2 separate regions of the Danio rerio genome follow, and region 2 is linked to region 1. A link is a contact called in public HiCAR-type data. All regions are on one chromosome and are shown on one strand. The core of a region is the stretch at or near the end of the contact, and the rest is flanking DNA. Distances in the headings are between cores, read along the strand shown.

Evidence for each region. HiCAR-type assays count read pairs that join an accessible place to other places.
Region 2: a HiCAR-type map of caudal fin shows a contact between it and region 1, with 11 times the contacts expected there. The contact joins the promoter of zdhhc13 here to the promoter of btr07 in region 1. A contact is called at or near these places in 4 of 18 Hi-C or Micro-C datasets (caudal fin, embryo and hematopoietic stem cells) and 2 of 4 datasets of contacts at active chromatin or transcription factors (caudal fin and embryo).

The regions. Positions count from the first base shown.
Region 1 is chr7:16,234,630-16,242,259 of GRCz12tu, forward strand. btr07 (bloodthirsty-related gene family, member 7) reads right to left here and starts at 3,789. Exons shown (of 9, transcript XM_073908142.1): 1 at 3,765-3,789; 2 at 2,612-2,691; 3 at 1,857-1,937. The coding sequence starts at 1,917. It overlaps LOC137496158 (a long non-coding RNA gene), which reads left to right and starts at 2,629. Exons shown (of 8, transcript XR_012383202.1): 1 at 2,629-3,012.
Region 2 is chr7:16,509,382-16,516,209 of GRCz12tu, forward strand. zdhhc13 (zDHHC palmitoyltransferase 13) reads left to right here and starts at 5,402. Exons shown (of 17, transcript NM_001008650.3): 1 at 5,402-5,504. The coding sequence starts at 5,481. All of the region lies in intron 2 of LOC141375331 (a long non-coding RNA gene), which reads right to left.

The DNA.
Region 1 (7,630 bases), core at 2,539-5,038:
CTGTGGTAAATTCATTTGACTAAATATAACGTGAGAAAGTACACATCTGTCTATGTAAGAGCCCACAGTTAACAGTACATATTCAGTGCATCCATAAAGTATTCATAGCACTTCACTTTTTCTACAATTTTTATGTTACAGTCAGATTCCAAAATTGATTAAAGAATTTTTTTCCTCAATATTTTACACACAATACCCCATAATGACAATGTGAAAAAAAGATTTTTTTTTAAACTGTTGCAAATTTATAAAAAAAAAAAAAAAACTAAAAAAAAATCACATGTAGATCAGCATTCACAGCCTTTGCCGTGAAGCTCAGGTACATTGAAATTGAGCTCAGGTACATTCTGTTTCCACGGGTCATTCTTGAGATGCTTCAGCAGCTTAATTAGATTTTTTCCTGTGGTAAATTCAGATGTTTGGACATGATTTGATAGGACATAAACCTGTCTATATAAGGTCCCAGGGTTGACAGTGCATGTCAAAGCAAAAACCAAGCATGAAAACAAAGGAATTGTCTGTGGACCTCTGAGCACAAGGCTGGGGAAGGTTACAGAAAAATGTAAGCTGCTCTGAAAGTTCCACTAAGCACATTGGCCTCCATCATCCATACTGTGAATAGAAGATGTTTGGAACTGCCAGGACTCTTCCTAGAGCTGGACAGCTATCTAAGCTGAGGGATTGGGGAGAAGGCCCTTAGTCAGGGAGGTGATCAATAACCTGATGGTCACCATGTCTGAGCTCCAGCATTCTTCTTTGGAGAGAGAAGAACCTTACAGAAGGACAACCATCTGTGCAGCAATCCACCAATCAGGCCTGTATGATAGAGTGGCCACACGGAAGCCAAATGGGCAAAAAAATTAATTACTAGCAAAGATGCATCAACAAAGTATTACGCAAAGGTTGTGAATACTTATGTACATGTGATTTTTCAGCTTTTTTATTTTTAATAAATTTGCAATGTGATTTTTTTTACATTGACATTATGGGGTATTATGTGTAGAATGTTGAGGAAATGAATGATTTTTTATCCATTTTGGAATAAGACTGTAACAAACAAAATGTGGAAAATGTGAAGCGCTATGAATAACTTCTAGATGCACTGTTTGAGCTCAAACCAAGCACCAAAATCCAAGGAACAGTGGATAGACCACTGAGACAGTATTGTATCTAGGTACAGATTTGGGAAAGGGTACATAAAGAAAATCTTCAGCTTTTCTCTGTGGAGAGAGGAGAACCTTTCAGAAGAACAACCATCTCTGCAGCCGTCCAACAAAGAACTAGAGTGGCTAAATTCTTTGACAGTTCGGCTAGAGTTTGCCAAAAGGTGATTGAAGGACTCTGAGACCACACAAAAAAAACCTCAATTCTCTGGTCTGATAAAATAAAGATTCAAGTCTCTTTTGATATTATCAAAACGGTGGTAGCAGCATCAGTTTTGGGAATGTTTTTCAGAGGCAGGAACTGGGAGACTAGTCAGAAATAAAGAAAAGATTAATGCTGCAATGTACAGAGTCATTCTAGAGAAAGCCTGCTCCAGAATGCTTTGGACCTCCGAGCCATTCATTTATCAACTGAACGGTGACCTTAAGCACAAAGCCAAGATAAAAGAGTTGCTACAGAACAGCTTTGTGAATGTCCTTGAGTGGCCTAGCCAGAGCCCAGATTTGAACCTGTTTAAACATCATTTGAAAGATCTGAAAATGGCTGTGCACTCTCCATCCAACATGATAAGGTTTTAGAAACTGTTAAAAAATAGGCGTGCCAAGCTTGTATCATCATACTCAAAAAGACTTGAGGCTGTAATTAAATGCTTAGATTTCTATATTTATTCAGTCATTTTGTTTTTCACTTACATGGAGGCTCATCCATACTGTCTTTGAGTTTGAGTTTTTGTGCTTGAAGTAATCCTGTCATTGTTCTTCTTTTCTTTCAGCCTTTTGAAAAAAGTTACACAACACATTTCATTACAAATCAAGTAAAGTCAAGCCATTGAATAGATATTTTAAAGCTATTCTGGTAAAATAGCCTAGAAGCTTGATATAAATTGCAGTAAAGTGAGTGAAAGTAATGCTTTAATGGAATGTAAATCATTAGGATCTAAAACTGACCATAATATACAGCTCTTATGTTAGAAAAAAACAAAGGAAAAAAAAAACCCGCTAGAGTTCTGATGAATTCATTACATTATTAAAATATTCTGGTATTCATTGCATTCAATTTTATCGTCTAATTTACAATGTTTGATTGTGACCAAACTAAAATACAAACTTTAGAGGAACTAGATACTTCTTTAAGCATGTACATACATGTAGAGAATTTCACAAACCTTTTAAAACGATGGATGTCGATTGTCTTCAAAAGCAAAGGCAAATTAAACTGTCCTTCAGAACCATGTTGTGTGTAAGACTTTGACCTTGAATCAGGTGTCTTTGTGCGCAGTTTTATGGTGTATTACATAAATCACAAGCTCAAATGCTATTAAGACATATGAATACTGCTTCGTCTATGACAGGATGGCATTAGAATTATAAACACCTATCTTAAATATCAGTATTTGCTTGATGTACTAAACATCCCTTAAGAATATGTATTATTTGAAGTCCCATACCTTTGCAGGAAAAGCTCAATGTAGCTACAGTAGCTGGTGAAGCTTGTATGTTGCCTCCCTCTTGTGGACACTTAACTGCTCTAAAGAGAGGAATAAAATGAAATGTAATAAAATGTCAAATGTTTTTGCTTTCCTCGTGAAAAAAAAAGTTTATTCTTGTGTGCTATGAGTATAATTAATGTAAGTTAGGCCTGTCGAAATCTCTGCATTTAAACTCTGTGTCGAGAAGCGCGCGAGGCATGATGATGACGTGCCTGACGTGGTTTGTTTTTGTTAGCTTACGCTACATTACAGATAACTCGGAAAATTAAGTTTTAAACTTGGAAATAACAACTACAACATCCTACAAGCGATCTTCAGCCCATGATGCATCATTTGATATCGCTTCATGACAGATTTATGTGAGTATGACATTTTTCTTTGTTGATAAATGATAGGCTAATCCTGATTGTTTTGTGTTGTCTTTTAACGTTAACATTTAATAGGCCTAACTAAAATATAATTAGTACAAGTAATTGTGTGAGTTTTGAGAAGCAATGTGCAAATCTTTTTCGACAGCAGGTGGCGCAAAAGTATGTGTTTTCACTGTCAAACTGACCCCAGTTTATTGAATTTGTTGAACTAGAGATGCTTTAGCTGTTTCTCTTTTTCTTCTTTACTATTATTTGAATGTTGTTCAATGTCCAAGTGTGAAGTTTAAGGGGGTTGACCCCCTAATTAACGCTTGATCCCCCCTGAAGGACATAAAAATAAGATGTAAGGAAGGGGGTTTGACACATTGTGAGGTCTAATTTATTTTTAATGTGCATCCATCTTGGACTTAGTGTTAACATAACCCAGAAAACACATTTTTGAAAATAATAATAAAAACATATTGTGTATCTTGATATTTTATATACAGCATATAAAGCACATCCAGGAGATTGTTATCGTGAAATAAAACCTGACAGGCTTATGTGGTATAAGTCTGAAGGGCTTTGTTCTATGTAAACCCAGTCCTTGATGTTCTTTATCCTGTTTATTACACGGCTACATACGACAAAATGTAACAGTTACTCACAAAACATTGCTCTGATCCATAATAGTTTATTAATTCTTCAATTAAACGCGAAGCTGACAGAAATTGAAATGGCTAAATATAGCAGATGCTTACCTATGTTTAATTCAGTCACATGATTAAACCAAACCTTTTAAAACAAGACAGACAAGCATATATTTTGAATGTGAGCATATTGACTGACGGTCAAGATGATTCGAAGTACCTATATCAGGCTCTGTGATTAGTTTCAGTGGCTTCTTAATAGTAAGAAATAGCTTTCTCTGATCTATATCTTTAATTATTAATAATTAAAAATGTATAATATAAATATACATTGATCCCCTACAACAGTTTATACAATTGTGAATGCACAATTATGGAAGCTCGTTTCTCCCACTGAATAAAAAATAAGAAGAAGAAAAAATAAATAAAATAAAAATGATTAAGTCAGAATTGCAAGTTATGAAGTCAGAATTTCTTTCCCAGTGATGGGTTGCGGCTGGAAGGGCATTCTCTGCGTAAAAACTTGCTGGATAAGTTGGCGGTTCATTCCGCTGTGGCGACCCCAGATTAATAAAGGGACTAAGCCAACAAGAAAATAAATGAATGAAAGTCAGAATTGCAAGTTATAAAGTCAGAATAACTCGAAAATGCGACATTATTACTCAGAATTTTAACTTTATAACTTCTAATTCTGACTTTATAACTCAGAATTTAGACTTTTTTATGGAATCATACTTTTTCTTTTCGGCTTATAGTCCCTAGCGGAATGAATGAACACTCATACACTACGGACGATTTAGCCTACTCAATTCACCTATACCACATTTCTTTGGACTGTGGGGGAAACCGGAGCACCCGGAGGAACCCGAAGAACATGCAACTCCACACAGAAATGCCAACTGACCCAGCTGAGGCTCGAACCAGCGACCTTCTTGTTGTGAGGCAACAGCACTACCTACTGCACCACCGCATCGCGAATTCAGACTTAATAACTTGCAATTTTGATAAAATAACTCAGAATTGTGACTTTATAACTCAGAATTCAGACTTATTAACTTGCAATTCCGCCTTCACATCTAAGAATTCTGACTTAATAACTCAGAATTGCGATATTATAACTCAGAATTCAGACTTAACAACCTGCAATTCTGCCTTTATAACTCAGAAAATAGACTTAATAACTTGCAATTCTGATTTTATAAATCAGAATTCTGACCTTATAATTTTTCTAAAAATTGTATTTATTTATTTATTTATTTATTTTTGGCTTCTATACATAATCGCGCCAATCAATGCTAGTAAAAATATCATTCAACAGTCTAAAACTGGCAGTTTCAGAGCACCAATAGACATCTTAAGTATTCACAAAACATGTTTCTTGTAAAATCTGCATGTAGCCAAAAAAAAAGAAGAAAAAATAGAGTTTGTATAGTTTGACCTAGAGTAACCTCTAAAATAGTCGCTATACAGTATGCCTCAAAACACTGAAAACGTATAAATTTTATTAATAAATTAGATGTAATATAAATACTTTCATAAATCTGATTCATGGCGAAGCGGTGGTAGTGCTGTTGCCTCACTGCAAGAAGGTTGCTGGTTCGAGCCCCGGCTGGGTCAGTTGGCATTTCTGTGTGAAGTTTAAATGTTCTCCCGCGTTTGTGTGGGTTTCCTCCAGGAGCTCCGGTTTCCCCTGCAGTCCAAAGACATGCGATACAGGTGAACTGGGTAAACTAAAGTGTGAATGAGAGTGTATGGATGTTTCCCAGAGATGGGTTGCAGCTGGAAGGCCATATGCTTAAAACATATGCTGGATAAGTTGGCGGTTCATTCCACTGTGGCGACCCCAGATTTATAAAGGGACTAAGCCGAAAAGAAAATAAATGAATGAATTTGATTGATTTGATTTGATTTGATTTGATTGACCTCCCGATCGTCAATGTATAATTCATACACTGCTCTTAGTTATAAGGTGAAAATTTTTCTTATCATTAGAATTATTTATTCATTAGATCATATTCAGCTTCAAGGTTTACAGCAATTTGCAAAAACAAGGTTTTATTACTGCTGTTTTTTTTTTTTGTTTTGTTATACCATTCCTATGGTGGTATGTGTTTTTTGCGACTATTTTATTTAGTTTATAAATTTTATTAAGGTCATAAAGTAGTTGTTTTTTACCCAGACATTTAAAAAGAACATATTGTAGAGCAGTAAGCACAATATCATGATATCGTGATATTTTTTTCTAAGATTATCATACTGTCAGCATCTCATATCAGCTCATGATAACAAAAACAGTCAAAGCACACGAATGTTTGACAGTTTATGACTATCCATATCCATAATCCATATTAATCATTATTTTATCTTTCAATCAGGCCTAATTTATGTCATGGTATCAAGTTGTTCCATAGTATTGGCTGTTTAATAATGCAGTGGAAAATATGTTGGCAGCACATGCTCATCTCTCTAAGGCAGCACTTCATCTGAAGAGCACTATATGCTCAACTTATCTGAGAGTTCATCTAGCATTAGGATTGAAGAGCCCTGCAACAACACACAGCTACACACTCACGCAAACAGCAATAGCGGTGGCATACACACACATGGCTGCGCTTGAACTGAATTAAAATAGTGAGGACGCAGCATTATGTAAATGCAGGCCCATTCCCCTCTCTGGCTCTCGAAAAATTGGATGATGTGTTACAGTGATACCGGAGTGAATGGAAGGGCACCGTCTCAGGTTCCCATCAGCAGCATTTCCTCCTCTTCTGCCATCTTGCTGTCCCCTTTTCACATTCCCCCATGATTCCCTTTATTAAATGAGCTTGCAAAACCACATAGCCATAAGTATTAGAGCTTGCAGAGAATAGAGAAGATTCTGGCAAGAAGAGAATCCGACAAAACTGATGTGCCTATTGTATTTTTGGGGTTTTTCTCAATGCACTAGTCATTAATATCTTAGAAAACATTATTTTTAGCATTTTATCTAGTTTTAATAAACCCATAAACACTGACATTGTGTAAAAACAGACCACATAGAGCTTTCCTTATTATCCTGAATATTGTCTATTTATGATATATACTAACCGGCCATTTTATTAGGTACAACTGTCCAACTGCTTGTTGATGCAAATTTCCAATCAGCCAATCACAAGGCAGCAACTCAGTGCATTTAGGCGTGTAGACATGGTCAACATGGTCTACTGCAGTTCAAACCGAGCATCAGAATGGGCAAATGGTACTCACTGTAGAGCCACTTGGGCAGAGCTGAGCTCCAGCAAGGGCGAGCTTGAGCTCCAGCTCCTCTTTCCTTGCACTTCTTCTACAAGTGATGCACTGGGGGTTGGGGTTAGAGGTGGGGTGGGTGTACGCATTAAAAAAGCTTACAGGAGGAGGAGTTGGAGCTCAAGCTCCCCCTCATTGGAGACCAAGTGGCTCTGCAGCAAGCAGTGTCTCAGAATGGGGAAGAAAGGTGATTTAAGTGACTTCGAACGTGGCATGGTTGCTGGTGTCAGACGGGCTGGTCTGAGTATTTCAGAAACTGCTGATTTTCACGCACAACCATCTCTAGGGTTTAAAGAGAATAGTCAGAAAAAGAGAAAATTACCAGTGAGCACAAATGCCTTGTTGATTCAAGAGGTCAGAGGAGAATGGCCAGACTGGTTCCAGTTGGTAGAAAGGCAACAGTAACTCAAATAACCACTCGTTACAACCGAGGAATGCAGAAGATCATCTCTAAACACACAACACGAATCTTGGATGGGCTAGAACAGGAAACTGAGGCTACAATTCGCACATGCCAAATCCAGCAGGATAACGCGCCATGTCATAAAGTGAGAATCATCTCAGACTGATTTCTTGAGCATGACAATGAGTTTACTATACTCAAATGGCCTTCACAGTCACCAGACCTCAATCCAATAGAGCACCCTTGGGATGTGGGGTGGAACGGAAGATTCACATCATAGATGTGCAGC
Region 2 (6,828 bases), core at 4,152-6,651, 280 kb after region 1:
AATGGATGGATGGATGGCAAAGAGACAAAGATGGATGGACAGACAAATAAATGAATTGATAAATGGATGGCTAGATGGACAAAAGGATGATAGACAGATGGATGGATGGACAGATGGATATATGTCAATTAAACGGACAGATGTACAGATAAATAAACAAATAGATGAATGGGTGGACTGATGGACAGACAAATGGATGGATGGATGGATGGATGGGTGAATTGATGGACAGCAGAAAAGCGGGATGGGTGGATGTATAGATCAATAGAAAAACAGATAAATGTACAGATGGATGAGTGGATAGACCGATGGAGGGATGAACATATGGACAAACGGACACAGAGACAGATAAATTGATGGACAGACAGATACATAAATGGATGGATAGATGGCAAAAAGACAGACAGACAGGCAGGCAGACAGACAGACAGAAAAACAGACAGACATGCATGCATGCATGCAGGCAGGCAGGCAGACTGATAGATAGACAGACAGACAGACAGACAGACAGACAGACAGACAGACAGACAGACAGACAGACAGACAGACAGACAGACAGACAGACAGATAGATAGATAGATAGATAGATAGATAGATAGATAGATAGATAGATAGATAGATAGATAGATAGATAGATAGATAGATAGATACTGTGTAATTTCTCTGTCCCTGGTTCAATTCCAGATGATTGTGGTTTGGAAGCAGTTGTTCACAGGAGTGTGAAGTGATGGATCTCCTCAGGCTTTGATTGATCTGTGGAAACATAATCAATAGTTCTGTTCTCCCAACAAATGCTGTGAGCGGCTTTTCCTAACTGAGGGGCTTCTATTAGTAACTGACAGGATTTGCTGCCATCTTGTGGTCACTATAGGCCCTGTTTCTTGGAATTAACGTTTAAATCAGGCAAACATCAGGCTAGATACTTTTCAAATAGGTCTTAGTTAAAAAAAATTCTATTTTAACGAATCTTATAGGTGAAAAAACTGACTAAAAAGCTTTCAGAAATAAGTTTGTTAAACTCCCAGGGCTGTATAATCTCAATTCAACTGGATGCAATCTCAGACACATGCACTCAATAGATCAGGTTATGTCCCTGTGAGGGGTAGGGTTAGGGTCGAAGTTAAGTGTGTGCAATAAAAGCATTGTCTCAGCTTGCATCTGTACCCGGTCTGCTAAAGCTTTACAACATGTTGCCACATAAACTTGGTCAGTGTGAGATTGCCCTGACCAGCTTTTTTTTTCCCTCCCAACAGTCAATATGTTTTTTGTATATCCCACTATGACTAAAATCACCCAAAAAACCAACAACTGTATTTTCTTTTTGTCCTCTAACATTGACAATGCAAATGCATATGTAGTAATTTATGCATATGAGTGATGCATATGTAAATATATGCAAATATAGTGTATATAGGTCTATATCTTATACAAAATGTGTGTATATGCAGATTGAATAATGCTGCATATAGTTTTTTTACATTAAATGCTGAATAAACACAGACCTGCATTAGGGCTGCCTTAAATTAGCTGTGTAAAGACGGCTATAGATTCATAAATAATGTAAATATGGGTTAAATGTGAAAGATTAAAACGGATAAAAAGAAAGTGCAGTTGTAATAAATTAAATGGAAGCACATTTATTCTATTTTTATCATACATTTAATTTGTATTTAAATGTATGATTTATTGTCTATCATACATTTTACTGTGCAGAAGACTCCCCTTAAAATGCCAGTCACTGTAAAAAGAAATAAGGTTTTTATACCAAACCTCTTGTTTGACATATTTTAATCAAGCTGTATTTTAATTTAGTTAGGATGACTCAGCCTACTGTTTTACACTCACTGGCCACTTTATTAGGTACACCTTACTAGAACCAGGTTGGATAGAGATTTTGCTCCATATTGACATGATAGCATCATGCAGTTGCTGCAGATTTGTCGGCTGCATATCCATGATGTGAATCTCCCATTCCAACACATCCCAAAGGTGCTCTATTGTATTGGGATCTGGTGACTGTTGAGGCCATTTGAGTACAGTGAACTCATTGTCATGTTCAAGAAACCAGTATGAGATGATTTGTGATTTATGACATGGTGCGTGTTCTTGCTAGAAGTAGCCATCAGAGGGCACCATTACACCACCTGCAGCCTGAACCGTTGATGCAAGGCAGGATGGATCCATGCTTTTATGTTGTTGACGCCAAATACTGACCCTACTAGCCGAATGTTGCAGCAGAAATCAATACTCATCAGACCGGGCAACGTTTTTCCAATCTTCTATTGTCCATATTTAGTAAACTTGTGCTAATTGTAGCCTTAATTTCCTGTTTTTAGCTGACAGGAGTGACACTGGTGTGGTCTTCTGCTGCTGTAGCCCATCTGCCTCAAGGTTAGACGTGTTGTGTGTTCAGAGATGCTCTTCTGCATGCCTTGGGTGGCAACGAGTTACTGTTGCCTTTCTATCATCTTGAACCAGTCTGGCCATGTTCAAGTAGGACATGAACATATATACATTATGTTTGCATACATTTTACATATGCATCATTCAAACATTACTGCATATGCATTCGCATTGTCAATGTTGGAGGACAAAATAAAAAAATACACTTTTTTGCTGTAATTTTAGGCATATGATTACATATTATATTGTTTAAGAAAGGGCTATTATGGATCAAATGTATTATCAATATTATTATATTTGCATGTACTCCCCGTGTTGGTGTAGGTTACCTCCAGGTGCTCCGGTTTCCACCACAAGTCCAAGACAGGCACTATAGGTGAATTGGGTAAGCTAAATTGTCTGTAGTGTGTGTGTGAATGAAAGTGTATGTGTGTTTCCCAGTGATGGGTTGCAGCTGGAAGGGCATCTGCTGCGTAAAACATATGCTGGATAAGTTGGTGGTTCATTCGTCTATAGTGTTCCCTGATTAATAAAGGGAGTAAGCCAAAAACAAAATGAATTATTATTATTAATATTAATATTATTATTATTATTATGAAATGGTCAGAATAATTAGTTGAAGAACCTCACCTGGATATTATGTGAATTCTGTGTATAAAATCACATTTATTTAATTTAGAATCCAAAAACCACAAAAGCTCTGGTGTTTCAATAACAGCAAAATAGTTAATTTTTTTATGACATGTGCCTTTAGTAGGCTATCCGTAATGTTAAAGGGTTAGTAAAAATAAGGTCAACCTCATTAAACGTCTACAAACATTGTATTTGCATGATACATGTACAAACAATGCCCATTATTGTTAGCTCTGCATAAAGCTGCAATGCTTCGAATAGATGTGTTACTTCACAAATTTAAACAATGGCTAAAAGGAATCTCATTCACATTTATGTGGCTTTCACATTGTGAAACTGAACTGGAACAGCAAGTTGAACAGGTATGTAACGCACACACAGCGTGAATTTGATGTAAAGATAATCTGCATTTCTTTTTGTATGAGTATGACTCCTGGCCAGGGGGACAGTGATGAATATTTAGAAATATTCCTACAATATCTGGCTTGAAACGTGTGCTAAAATAAATGCAGATTATCATTATTATTTTAGTTTTTCTCAGTGACTTTCATAGTAACTTTTTTGTCCCACAATTGTAAGTTGATGGGTATCAGCATTCTTCAAAATATCTTCTTTTGTGATCAACAGATGAATCAAACCGTTTAAAACCATGTGAGGGAGAATAAATGAATTATGGGTGTATTATCCATTTAATTTGAAATCTTAGTTTTTAATTTATATAGTTTACACAAAAACTAAAATGTACACACTGTTTAATCACCCTCCATTGGATTCAAGCATTTTAATCTATTAACCATTAACATTCATAGTAAGGAAAACAATTACTATGGAACAAATATTTAGAAGTATTCCCATTATATCTGGCTTGAAGCGTGTGCTCATATAAATGCAGATTATCGTTATTACTTTAGTTTTTCTCAGTGACTTCCATAGTAACTTTTTTGTCCTACAATGGCAGTCGGTGGGTATCAGCATTCTTCAAATTATCTTCTTTTAAGATCAGCAGAAAAATGAAACTTATAGAAGTTTAAAACCATGTGAGGAAGAATAAACATTTTTTTTGGGTGTACTATCCATTTAATTTGAAATATTAGTTTATTATTTCTATAGTTTCAACCAAAAAAATAAAAAATAAATGTACACACTACTGAATCACCCTCAATTGGATTCAAACCTTTTAGTTTTATTTATTAATCATTAACATCCATAGTAGGAAAACAAATACTATGAAACAAATATTCCCAATATATCTGACTAGAAGAAGCGTGTGCTAAAATAAATGCAAATTATCTTTATTATTCAATTATTTTTTCAGTGACTTCCATAGTAACTTTTTTTGTCCTACAATTGTAAGTCGATGGGTATCAGCATTCTTCAAAATATCTTCTTTTGTGATCAACAGAAGAAAGAAACTCATAGAAGTTTAAAATGTGAGGAAGAATAAATGAATGGGTGTATTATCCATTTAATTTGAAATATTAGTTTTAAATTGATATAGTTTTCACAAAAACAGAAATGTACACACTGTTTAATCACCCTCCATTGTTTTAAAACCTATTAATATATTAACCATTAACATTCATAGTATGAAAAACAATTACTATGGAAAAATATTTAGAAATATTCCTACAATATCTGGCTTGAATCGTGTGCTAAAATAAATGCAGATTATCGTTATTATTTTAGTTTTTCTTAGTGACTTCCATCGTAACCTTTTTGACCTACAGTGGAAGTTGATGGGTATCAGCATTCTTCAAACAATCTTCTTTTAAGATCAACAGAAAAATGAAACGTATAGAAGTTTAAAACCATGTGAGAAAGAAAAAATGAGGTTATTAGAGTTTTTGGGTGTATTATTCATTTAATTTGAAATATTGGCTTTTTATTCATATAGTTTACACCAAAATAAAAACGTGCACACTGTTTATTCCCCCTCCATTGGATTCAACCTTTCTGTTTTATTTTTCTATTGAACACAAATAAAAAAACGCAGATATTCTAAAGAAAGCTAAACAATTATTGCCCATTAACATTCATAGTAGGAAACACAAATACTATGGAAGAAATTTTTAGAAATATTCCCAGTATGTCTGGTTAGAAGAAGCGTGTGCTAAAATCCTTAGCTCCAGGAAATCAGGAAATCTCATGAAATCTCATGAATGTTCATGTGTATGTGAAACCGAAAATCTAGAATAAATTAATCATCTGGACATAAATCATAAATAAATGCAGATTATCATTAGCATTCGCGCTTGAGTGCAAGTATGTCAGGAAATGCAAATAAGGTAACCCTCAGCGTCACTGAGACGAAGCGGCCAATCAGAACGCAGACTTTTTTGTCACTCGTATCCAGGAAGTGGAAGATGCACCGACCGCACACCCGACTTCAGTTTCTGTCAGAGTAAATCTTGATGGTAAATCACGGATAACCTCGTACAGAAGTGATGGACTGGTCAGAAGGAGACGGAGTAAGGGGGAAAATCATTTATGTGCTCTTTTGTTTTGTCTTTTAATGGATTTATAAGACCGGTTAAGCTAACTTAGCATCTATTGCTAACTGATCACCTGTGTGTAACGTTACGTTTATTAATGGGGGTCTAAATCCTGTTTTTAGATCACTGGACGATTCAGAGTTTAAACCATCACTAGAACAAACAATTTGTTTACCTGAAGCATACACTAAATTATATTTCTGACAATTGTGCTCTCAAATTAATAATTGCTAAATTTAAAGTGTCATACTCCAAGACAAACACGTAACTTAATTGTAATTAAAATACCTATCTGACATAAAGCCTGTTACCTGCTAGTCTTGAAAATATTTAATTTTACTCTCTTATGGACACAGCCATGTTGAAACCACATGACTAGCCTTATCATATTCTGTCCTCAGGTTTGATAGTTTATGAGTTGAACACACTTGAATGTAACGTTACTTCTGTATGCCCATAGCCAGTCTATTAAAATGGGTGGTTCTTTTTTTTCTCAAAAAGTGGACCTTTTCGCAGTCATTCGCCTCATTTTCTATTAATAATTATGAGGTCTAAGTTACAATCTAATTATGAGGTTCAAATGCTGCATTTTAGTGACCTTTTAAGCACTAAATTTAGCTTGTTGGATGGTTGTCATTAGCCCACTTTTTGATGCAACAAAAATATTTCCGACAAGTGCTTACCATACTAGTTTATGTTTACTAAAAATTGTTTTAATTTACAAATGTGCATTAGGTGTTACAGTTTTAAAAGTAATGTAATGAGATTAGGCATGGGACGATAACCGTTTTCAAGGTATACCACGGTTTGAAAAAGGTTCCTTAGGTATGTGTAAGTTTTTTTTATTTACATTTTTTTGTGGTTGTTTTTTTAGGACAACAATATCTCCAGCAGGAAAAAAAACCATATATATATATATATATATATATATATATATATATATATATATATATATATATATATATGTATATGTATATATATATATATATATATATATATATATATATATATATATATATATATGTATATATATATATATATATATATATATATATATATGTATATATGTATATATGTATATGGGTCAATGACGTGACGCTCATTTTTTTGTGTCCATGTCTTTTAAATAAATTCAAGTAGGTTACAGTTTCAAAATAAATAAGCAAATTACTTGCATACATTCTCTATTTTGAGGACCAAGTTTAATTTTTTGGTTTTAATCCATTTTAAGAAAATTTTTAGGGGATTATTGCAAGAATGTCAATGTGGTGTAACCAAAAAAAATTGGTACCAAATAGTT